2 separate regions of the Mus musculus genome follow, and region 2 is linked to region 1. Evidence: chromatin contacts called from public Hi-C data. All regions are on one chromosome and are shown on one strand. Each heading gives the region's core, a stretch centred on a gene start, on an enhancer-like site or on the middle of the called end of the contact. The rest is flanking DNA. Distances are from core to core; before and after follow the strand shown. Region 1 has its middle 44 kb from the start of Gm38678. Region 2 holds the start of Fam214a (family with sequence similarity 214, member A).

The links. Hi-C and Micro-C count contacts between places; a contact is called where the count stands out from the background.
Region 2: a Hi-C map of Sertoli cells shows a contact between it and region 1, with 6 times the contacts expected there. The contact joins the promoter of Fam214a here to the enhancer-like site in region 1. A contact is called at or near these places in 18 of 39 promoter capture datasets (the 3T3-L1 cell line, 3T3-L1-derived adipocytes, the C10 cell line and 11 more), 5 of 15 datasets of contacts at CTCF or cohesin (the NIH/3T3 cell line, embryonic stem cells, large pre-B cells and 1 more), 137 of 484 Hi-C or Micro-C datasets (2-cell embryo, 3T3-L1-derived adipocytes, 8-cell embryo and 77 more), 31 of 115 datasets of contacts at active chromatin or transcription factors (the 230-238 cell line, the SCID.adh cell line, astrocytes and 20 more) and 5 of 9 other capture datasets (adipose tissue, bone marrow-derived macrophages, embryonic stem cells and 2 more).

Annotation. Positions count from the first base shown.
Region 1 is chr9:74,906,464-74,912,277 of GRCm38.p6, reverse strand. No RefSeq gene overlaps it. Among named protein-coding and RNA genes, the nearest start is that of Gm38678, 44 kb to the right of the region's middle. Within about 2 kb of position 2,852, at least 81 of the 459 cell types and tissues checked have an H3K27ac peak or open chromatin away from gene starts, as enhancers often do. A contact at or near this core is called in 8-cell embryo, the AML12 cell line, the AtT-20 cell line and 16 more, where this site is marked.
Region 2 is chr9:74,951,054-74,956,486 of GRCm38.p6, reverse strand. Fam214a (family with sequence similarity 214, member A) reads right to left here and starts at 3,434. Exons shown (of 13, transcript NM_001113283.1): 1 at 3,209-3,434; 2 at 2,657-2,773. The coding sequence starts at 2,672.

The DNA.
Region 1 (5,814 bases), core at 1,603-4,102:
GGGACCTAAGTGACAGATTCAAAGGTTCAGTAGCCATGTAGCCTCTGGTCATAGGAGTCCTATGACTTTGGGCTGCATTTCTAACAAGCTATCAGATAAAACACAGCTGGGGAGAAGGCTGAGTAGGCAGGAAGCCGGGGGAGTGGGCAGACAGGAATGGAGTCATAAAGAAGGCAGCCAGCCTGTGGCTGAGAGGACTTGGGAATCTGGAAACAGCTCTCCTCCCCTCCAGCCTGAGGGGCTTCCTGGAGGGTACTGAGAATGGACAGACACTAGCTCTCATACAGAAGCCAGCCCTCAGCTTGTCCCGTCTGAAAGATTTCTGAGGGCTCAGCTTGTTCTTAGACCAGTGGTGAACTCCAAACATAATTCATTGCTGAAAAAATATGACTCTTTTGTTTGTTTTCCAAGACAGGGTTTCTCTGTGCGGTAGCCACAGCTTGGCCTTGAATCCCCAGAGATCCGCTTGCCTCTGTTTCCTGAGTGCTGGGATTAAAGGTGTGTACCATCACGCCCGGCTTGATTTAGACTCTTGAATAGGGTGTTTTCTGAAAGGCCTTTAACAGGCAGAGTGTGGTGGCACAGGCCTGAAACTTCAGCTAGGGGAGAGGTGGAGGCAGAAGGAGTTAAGATCTCAGGGCAGCAGCCAGGGCTACATCGAAAGAGCCAGGGCCTGGACTGGCAGAGCAGTTAGGTTCCCAACACCCAAGCCACATGGCTCACAGCCATGTTAACTCCAGCTCCAGGGGATCCAATGATCTCTTCTGGTCTCTGTTGGCATCTGCATGCCACACACACACACACACACACACACACACACACACACACACAGAGAGAGAGAGAGAGAGAGAGAGAGAGGGAGAGAAAGAGAGCACTGCGAGTTAAAAGGTCATATCATGTTGTAATCAGAATTAGTTTTATGATTATTTCTTTTGAACCAAAGCCATTCCCTGCTTTTCTCTTAAGGGTAAATACAATGACCACTAACTGGGAAGAAACTAGCATGATGTCCTAGTCCCGCACACAGGCTGAGGGAGGTTTGTGGAGATAGCATACTTGCTTGATATTTTTGTACCAAATCTGAGGGTGGTGGGTCACACCTACAATCCCAGCTACTCTGGAGGCTAGGGCTGGGAAGAGCATCTTAGTTCAGGAGTTCAAGGCCAGCCTAGGCAACACAGTGAGACCCTGTCTCAAAGGAAAAAGACAATGTTAAGTCATTATTCTTTCACTTTCTGTGGTTTGTTTGTTTTTAGATTTATTTATTTTATGTATGTGAGTACACCGTAGCTGTCTTCAGACACACCAGAAGAGGGCATCAGATCCCATTACAGATGGTTGTGAGCTACCATGTGGTTGCTGGGAATTGAACTCAGGACCTCTAGAAGAGCAGCCAGTGAGTGCTCTTAACCACTGAGCCATGTCTCTGGACCAACACTCTCTGTTTTTTGAGACAAGGTCTCATGTAGGCCAGGCTGGCCTCCAGTTCACTATGTAGCCAAGACTGGCCTTGAATTCCTGGTCCTCCTGCCTCCATCTCCTAAATGCTAGGATTATAGGCTTGTGCCACCCTGCCCCGATTCTTCACTCTGCCTTGGGAAGAAAAACCACCCTCCCCCAATTTCCAGAGATCATTTGTGTGTAGTACACCTGCTTCCGAATACGCCCATTGTACTGCAATGGGATCAATTTCCTGTTGAATTGGTTTGTCCCAGACACGTGCCAGCCAGCCTTATGACTAATGCACACCTTAAGAAGCCCTAAATAGCTGACCTGCCATTCTGGTTTTTGGTAATAGGCCTATATATATCTGGTATCTCTTCCTCATCGAGCTGAGGCAGCTGATATGGAGGTAACTTTCCTGTTCCTTTCCTACAGGGACATGAATGAGGTTAGCTGCCCCAACTCTACTTCTGTGTCAGAAACAAGTTAAAGGAAGTATCTCCAGGACTCCCAGGGGGCTGAGGATATAATAGCTCAATTGGTAGAGTATTTGCCAGCTTGCACAAAACCTCGGGTTTAGTCTCTAGAGGTGAAGGCAGGAAGGTCAATGCCATTCTTGGTCAGTTAGTGAGTTCAAGGCCAGCTTGGTTGAGAAGAGACCATTTCCTAAAACACACACACACACACACACACACACACACACACACACACACACACACACACACAGAGAGAGAGAGAGAGAGAGAGAGAGAGAGTGAGTCAGAGAGAAAGAGAGAGAGACAGAGAGACAGAGGTGTAGCAATTTTAGAGGCCAGGAGAGGGCACCGAACCCTCTGAAGCTGGAGCCACAGGAGGTTGTGAGCACCCAGATGTGGGGGAAAGAAACTGAACCCCTTTGGAAGACCAGCAAGTGCTCTTAACTCCTGAGCCATCTCTCCAGCCCTTTCGGCGGATTCTTTGAGACGAGGCTGTTCACCAAACCTGGAGCTCACGGATAGGCTGAAGTAGGTGGTTAGCAAGCAAGCCCCCAAAGAGCCTACTCTTTCTGCTTGGCCAGCCCTGGGATTTATACGCATGGGCCACCTCGTTGGCTTTTTGTGAGAGATCCAAACGCAGGTCCTCATGCTGGCAGGACAAGCACCTTGCTCACAGTCACCCCCAAGGTCACAAGCAAAGATGTTCTACAGGCGTTCAGGCACACGCACAGCGCCTGCCCGCCCGCCCGCTGGCATTGCCCTTGCCTTTTAGCTGACGTGAGTACGTCCCAAGTGTCCCTGCACCTGCCTCCACCCCCTTTATTTATTTGTTTGCTTTCGAAGCTTCGTTTGGTCGGAAGATCCTTGTGCTTGGGGACTCCGGCATTGCCCGGTTCCCTGCTCACCCTGCAGCACTCAGAGGCTGGCTGGGCTCCAGGATGAGTCAGAGGCTCGTGCCCCACACACTGGAAAACAAAGGGGGTTTCCAGCCTTTGTATTCCAAGGTGCTGAGCTTCGGTGGCGTGAGCAGGTCACTAAGGTGATGTGTATTAGATACAAGCTCACAGAACAGAGTGTTTGCTCCCTAAAACCTGGGCAAATGTTTCCAACTGGGTTCATAATAAGCTTCAGGTTCAATTAGAGGCTATTGAGGCCATGTGTGTGGCTCAGTGGCAGAGCGTGTGCTCAGCGTGTACACGGTCCTGGGTTTTGTCCCCAGCACCACCCAAAGAGGAAAGGCATTCATAGCTGTTGAAGACCTGGAGAATCCGGCCTCACCTATCTTTGTTCTCTCCCATCTGGATCTGTCACAGGTTTGTGGTCACCAGAAAGGTTGGCCCAGGAGCATACTAAGAGTAGAGTTAAGGCTGAGGGTCAAAAAGTAGACCCTAAGGCTGGGGCTGTAGCTCACAGCAGACTAGTATCTTAGCATGTGTTTCAATCTCCAGTACTAAAAAAAAAAAAAAAAAGGTTCATGAGCACACCTCCTAACACAGGCACACATACACAAATACACACACACACACACACACACACAGAGACACTCAAGCAGACACACACACAAAAGCAGACACACACAGACAAATACACACACAAAAGCAGACACACACAGACAAATACACACACACAAGCAGGTACACACAGAGACACACAAGCAGACAGACACACAAATATCTACACAGACACACACATACAGACACACACATACACACAAGCAGTTCCAAGAAGACAGAAACATAGACACAAGTAGGCAGACACACACATAAGTAGATAGTCACACACACACAAACAGACTGACAGACAGGTAAGTAGGCAGATATAGATACACACACAGACACATAGATATAAGCAGACACAAGTAGATGGACACACATACACAACAGACTGACAGGCAGGCAGACAGGCAAGCAGGCATGACACACATACACACACACACACACACACACACACACACACACAGAGAGAGAAAGAGAGAGAGCTGAGTCAAAGAAAAAGCAGGAGGACACTTGGTGATGGCTTTAAATATCCTGGTAGCTTTTGTATAGATTTCTCCCAAATTGCCATATTCTACACACAGTTACAAGTAGCCCCCTCTCTGTGTGACACAGAGTGGGATCTGTGTTTCCCAGGAGGAAGATGAATGTAGTCTCACTGAGCAGTATATGCATGCGTGACACTCTATGTGACTTAGGTGTTCATCATTTACAGAAGTCAACTCTTCTGTGTAGCACTTTTTCTTAGAGTGGCTGAGGATGAGGCTTCGTCACTAGAAACCAGGAGTAACAAGCACACCTGTAATCCTAGCTCTCAGGAGGTGGAGGCAGGAGGATCAGACATTCAAGTTCAACCTTGGCTGTATGGTGAGTTTCCCCAGCGTGGGGTAATAAGATCCTGTCTAAAAGCTTAAAATCCTAACACCTCAGAATATTTAATCTGGATACGGAGATACAACTTCCAGCTTGCAGAAAATCAGTAGAAAAAGTGCTGGACACAACCAAGTGACCTGGCATCCTTTGGGACAGGTGACCCCGTCTTCAAGGAGTCAGAACATGACTAAGAGGAGTTTAGTGGCTTGAGAAAGACATGAAGGTTTCAGGTCTATAAAAAGCAGGCACATTGTATGGTCTTATACTGGATACTACTTCCCACAATCTCACTATAAAGAGCATTTTTAGGGACAATTTGGGAAATTTTAACATTTACTGCAAATTATATAGTATCGAGGATATAAATGCACAAGTTAATTTGGTTAACTATGAAAGATGTTATTTCGACTCCAGAAACGTGTTTTTATTTTTATTTTTTAAAATGTGAACCGAGTTTAAAAACCAACTTTCTCTCCCTTTCCCTGGAATTTTCAGCCTTTAAAAGGAAGGCGACAAGACCAGGGTACGCGTGGCTGTGCTGCAGTTTTATTCTTGTTCTGGCGACCTGAAAGCAGGTGTTAATAGTCACAAGTGGGGCCAGATTCATGGGGAGAAAAGAAGAGCAAACTAAAGTGTTTGTGGACGGACACACACACACACACACACACACACACACACACACAGCTCTCCTGTGCTGCCTCTGTGAGTGGCTGAGTTCTGCTCAGTCGGCTGGCTAGTGTAGGCAGGACCTGTGTTACAGGAGGCTTCTTGCACCACAGTCTGGAGAGGCCTCTGACCCACATCCTCTCACACTCACCGGAGCTATGGCAAGGCACTCTGCAGCAAGAGACAGGCACACCCTTGTTTGCATCATGTGTTCCAGGCCTCCCAAGTTCAGGGACCCACTTCAGAGGTAGCAGGAAGCTCTGTGTTAATATTATCAGAGGACTCACCCGAGGGTGGGAGGGCAGTTGAAGTCTCTCTCTAGAGTCTTTAGTTCCTCCAGCCACACAGACCTCAGAGCTATGCCTTTAACCCCTCCGGAGAGCCTCAGGAGGGAGAATGTATAAACTTGGCCTTGACTTCTTGGATTGTGCAGTTTGGAATAAACCTTGAGATTCACAGACAGTGGCCTTGGATGTTCTCAACAGGAACCAAGAAACTACGGATGAAGTCAACTCCAAAAAGCTCATCTGTGCTTGGCTGAGGTAGAGCACACCTGAAATCCTAGCACTCACTGTGAGGCTCAGGCAGGAAGAGGCAAAATTGGAAGCCATCTCGGGCTGCCTAGTTAAGTTCCATCTTAGCTTCCATAGTGAGACTGCCTCAAACAAAACCAATACAAGCGAAAAGAAATCCCCAATCTACCCTCACATCTCCTACGTTTGAGCCGCAGACCGTCTGGGTTCTGTTCACTCAGAGAGGACTGGGTGTCCCACACTGCTAGGAAGCAGGTGAGAAATAGCTGGGTATTCCAGTGTTGCTCTGGGAGCAGGCAGGGATGCCCCTCCACCAGTTAGCAGCAGGCT
Region 2 (5,433 bases), core at 2,185-4,684, 44 kb before region 1:
GGGATAGCATTTTAAATGTAAACGAGGAAAATTAAAAAAAAAGTAAATATTAAAAAAAAAAAGCATGTGTGCTCATATGTGCGTCTGTGTGAGTGCATGTGTATCTGTGTGTGTGTGTGTGTGATGGCCAGAAGAGGGCCTCAGATCCCCTGGAGTTGGAGTGACAGGTACTTGTGAGCCACCCGACATGGGTGCTGGAACCTGACCTCAGTTCCTCTGGGAGAGCAGCAAGTGAGCGCTCTGAACTGCAGAGCCAGTTCCCCAGCCTCTCTTTCTTTTTACTAGAATAAAAGGCAGCACTTGCCCAATGGAGGCAAGAGAATCAGGAGTTCAATGCCTCAGCTACAAAGCAAGCCTGGGCTAAAGAAAGCCATACTAGAGCATGCTGTACATAGTAATGGAAAAAAAAAATCTGTGAAAAACTTACTTTAGTGTTTCTGTAGTAGTTTAAGTAAGAATTTGTAATTATTCTGAATCTTGTTTCCCCTCCCCCCAAAATATCCATGAACCAGACAGTTAATGCTTTTATGGGATAAAAGCTCAACCCTGGCCTTGGGATCACTCCACTTCTCCCTGAGAACGATAAAGGGGGTTAAGAAACTCACTCCCCTGGGAATCTTGACAAGTGGGTTATTTTCCTTACTAACTTGGATCCATCTATGACTAAACCTTGTATTGCTTAGTTACAGTCCCACCTGAGATAAAACAACTTGTCTAGAGTCTCTGCTGTAAATGCTAGTTTTTCCACTACTGCGGCTTTAAAGCGACTTTTTAACAATAATCCAAGACAAACAGTGACTTTGATTTCATTTGCTTGTTTATTCTGAGATGCAGCTTCTGACCTCGGAGCTAGTTTTTCCAGTCACTGATGTAATCTAAAAATCTAAACTTAGCATGGTCCACAGCAGTCCTCTCAGGAGCGATGCACTCGATGACACTTCAGCAGGCATTAACCACAAACCTATTTTACTTAACAGTAAAGCATTCAAGACTAATTTGAAGTCTGAAATTAAATATAGCTGTCTCCTACTCCTCCCTAGTATATTTTAATAGCTATTATGACCAAAAGCTGTATTGTTCTAGACAAGTTGTATTTCTAATCACTTTGAAATATATATGTATAATATGCATATATATGAAAATAACAATTTTCATATATATATATTTGCATAGGTTCTTGTAAATCCACCTCGGTGGATAAATCACTATTTCCAATCCTGAAACCCCAGATTTGGATGAGTGCTGTTGTCTAGTCCTTCCTTCCAAACGCGCCAATACCTGCTGTACAATTCCTTGGAATCAAACTCACATCAAAGAAGTCCTCACTCCTAAACCACTACCATATCAAACAGCCCTCAGAGCTGTCCTTATTCTTAATCAGAAGTTGATGAACACGTTCTTTTGATGTCCTTGAAAAGCAAAATGAGGCTGGCGTGGTGCTGTATGCCTGTAATCTCTGCACCTAGGAGACTGAGGCGGGGGGATCCTAGCTGTAGGCTAGACTGGGGTAGTAGTGACACCCTTTTATTCTTTTCAAGATATTTCTTATTTATTTTAAAAATATTTAGTTATTGGGTCTCTGTGTACACTGTGTGCAAATGTGCATGGGCTGAGGTCAGAGGTCAACTTTCAGCAGTCGATTCTCTCGGATCTTGTAGGTTCTAGGGTTCGAACTCAGATCAGGCTTGGTGGCACCTTTACCCACTGAGCCATCTCCTGGGCTTGTGACAACCTTTGTTTTTCAATCAAAACACATGCCAGGGTTGGGAGAGGAATAAGATATGTACATTCTTCTCTAAGTCTTGAAAATATGGGCTTAGAACCGGGCTTAACAGCCCGAGGCTTTGATCACTGCACTTGGGAGTCAGAGGCAGACAGATCTGTGTGTTCAAGGTCAGTCTTGACTACAAACAGAACTCCAGGACAGCCAAGGCTACAAAGAGCCTCAGGGTTTAGATCTGAAACCTGTAGAAAATACAGATTTAGAATGAAAAGTTGGGCCCTAGTTGTCTATAACAGACTCAAGCTGGGGAACTCTGAAAACAATTGGAATTCCCTTAGAGCATAAAACTAATGAGGGGCCACAGTGGTACATTGCCTGTAATGCTGCTTTTCAGGTGAAGGCAAAAGGATCCTTAGGGACTTCTGGGCCTACCTGGGTTACATGGTAAGACCTGTGCCAGCCTAGACAACTTGACAAAACCCTATCTATAAAACAAACAACAAACAAACAAAACACACCAAAAAAACCCCAAACAAACAGCGAATGAAATGCAAATGGCTACAAATATTACTTTTTATCAAGTTCAAACTCAAGTTTCAAAAGTTGACAAACTTTTCTGAAGTTGGATTGACTTCACCTAAAAAAATTGAAGAACTGCAACTAAAAAGGATACTAAGCCTGTGGCCACTAACAAACACTTCCTTTGACCCCTTCATCCTGCTAAACACTCTCTAAGAACAGGTCCTTCCCATCTGACTTTAACCACCTACTCCATAAGTCCATCTTTTTTTTCCCCTCAGCGTCTGGTATCTTCAGAGAGACAGTTCGTCACGTCTGACACAGGAATGGTTGATCCTGCGGAAAATTAGGTTAACACCGAAGGAGACAGAGAAACAAAACACAACTCAAGCTCTACTTAAATAAATCATTTACCTCGGTCTGGCTTCATTTTGGCATCCAATTTCCACCCAAAGTGCTGTAAAACACAGGTGTGGGTTCTTCCAACCGGCACACGGCTGACTCAACGGCTTCTGCTTCGTTTTCCAAACGCTAAGAGAGCAAAATAAACATAAAAAAAAAAAAATAAGAAAGAAAAAGAAAGACGGGTCTTAATTCCCCCGGATCTTGCAAGAAAACTACTAAGTTGGGCCTCTTCCTGGTGCAGACCTGCGGTGACAGAACCCTGGGCAGGTCTGAAGGAAAGGCGAAAAAAAGCAGCTCAAGTCTGCGCACCGCCTCCCCCGGCGTCCTCGGGCCTAGCACCCCTGTTCCCCGCCCCTGGGCTCTCCAGGCCAAGGTGTCCTCCTCTGACACAGCGTCTCGGAAGCACCAGCAGGATCTATTTATGCCCTGGAGGTACAGGCACAGAGGAGGAAGAGTCGGGCCACAGGAGCTAAGGCAGCCCTCGGTCCAGTAGCCTCTGGGCACCGAGGCACCCCCGCAGGGGCTCGGGCGCAGCAGCCCCCGCAGCCCCCCGGGCCTCACCTGCGGGGGATCCCCTCTGGCTAGCCCCTCCGAGGCTTCAGTAGCCGGGTTCCAGCCGGAGCCGGTCAGCAGCAGAGTCTGGGCATGTCCTCAGCCGCGCCGACCCACGCGTGGCTCAACCCACCCGGGAACGGCTCCCATGGCCCGCCCGCTCGCCGCCCTCCGGGACCCCTCGCTCCTCCTCCCGGCACTGCTCTCTGCGGCCGCCCGGCCGCTCACATCACACTCCGTGCTCCGAGCCACGCCTCCCCGAGCGCAGCGCGCATCTACCCCGCGGCCGCCGAGACGCCGAGACGCCGAGACGCTGCGCCCGCGCATCCACCGTCCCCGCTGCCTGCCCGCCTCGCTCGCTCGCTCTTTACTCTTTCTCTCACTGTTTGCCCTGTCAAAACACTACCCTGGTCACGTGTCCCAACAACAGCCAACCCACTCTCGTCACTTCCTCCGCTGAGGCTGCGCGCGCCGGTTGTTATGGCAACGCCGCCGCGCGTCCTGGAGTTGGAGATTGGGGACCGGTCTTCCCGGATAAGGGTCTCAGAGGACCCAGGGACCCGCAGGGACTGCCTGCACCGCGCGCCTAAGCAGCCAAGGAACTGCGCTCCGGGTGCATTGGGGTCACCTGGGAGATGTCAACCTAGGGCTTACCCCAGACGGGAAGATAATTATAGTTTCTACTCCTCCACAGGGATGCTGGCCTGGCGCAAAAGAACTGGGAATCCAGCCTTAAATGCATGCAATTTCCCAATGGAATCCGTGTTTGATGTGGCCAGGACAGGAAGGTGGGGAGCCATACCTTCCAGAGAAGGGTACTTGGAAACCAAGGAAGGCCTGTTCCCACTGCACCCCTAGATTTTCTGCATCTCTAGGACTTAAGAACCCAAGCTTCAGAAGCACTGGATGAGCTAAAAATAGCTTGTAACTTCTAGAGCACTGACTCACCGCCAAGCGGACACTTCTGACACCATGTTATTGTTGGGGAGCTGTAATTTTCTTGTTGTGCTATAACAATGTGACACGATGACACGGCGTGTTCTGATGTTGTGTCATCATTTAAACACAAACAGATGTCAAGAATTGCTGTAGCTAAAAAAAGCAACAAGGGTTGCAGCTATTAGCCACTCAGTTTATAGGCAAACCCAAATGAAGAAGTACAAAATTGCAAGGGTCTAGTTTCATTGGGAAAAAAACATGCTTTTTTAAGAACCTTTTTTTTTTCTTTTTGCATATGAGAATCACAACAGGAAGGACTAAGATCATCTGTGGTCGACTCTCTCTATAGTTTTCCGTTTCTACATTTTTAGAGGGTTATTTTTTTAACCCACAGTTTTTGTAAAGCACAAGATTGGCAATTTTATTTATTGTTGTTGATGATGATGATGATAATGTAAAGATTTTATTTTTCATGTATGTGTGAGGCTTGGACTACTGATCAGTGGTAAAGTGCTTGCCTAGCATGCACAAGACCCTAAAAATAAAATAACGGTACTTATATGTATGGGTAGTTGTGTGTTTATCTGTGTACTACATGCATGCAGTTCATCTAAAAGCCAGAAGAGGGCGTCGGATCTCCTGGCACTAGAGTTGTAAGCTGGGGACAGAATACAGGTCCTCTACAAACTCTTTTCACTGCAGAGCCATCTCTCCAGCCATGGTCATTGTCATTATCATTATCATCACTTGTTTGCTTCAGATCAAATATATGAAATTTAGGTTGTGAAAAGGTGATATTTTCTAGATGATTAGACATGTACAATAAAATAAAGTATACAACTGAAGTTATTAACTTTAGCTCCAAAGCTAGTTTGAGCAAACGAATACTATAGTCACTGGGATGTTCTGGCAGTGGGAAGTAGGCCTTTGGACAATGGGAAGACTTTGTTGATATAGTGATGGCTACAAACATTAACTCCTGGTAGACTTCCCATGGGTACTATTTAATAAGGTCTTATGTGGTTTAAAAACGGGGCAAAAGTTTGATTTGTTTTGAGATCACTTCCTGGTTAACCTTGGTAATGGAAGATATACAGAACAGTCATAGATAGTCCGCAATACTTAATTTAGCACAACATCTGGAGTCAGACAACAGCTATTGTAGAATATGTAGAATGTTGTGGAATATAGATGAAGACACAACAAGAGGTGTGACCCATCACCCCCTATCCCAGGCTTATTTTGTTAGACATATAAAGAACAGAAAAAATGGGCTGACAAAATGGCTTAGGTGG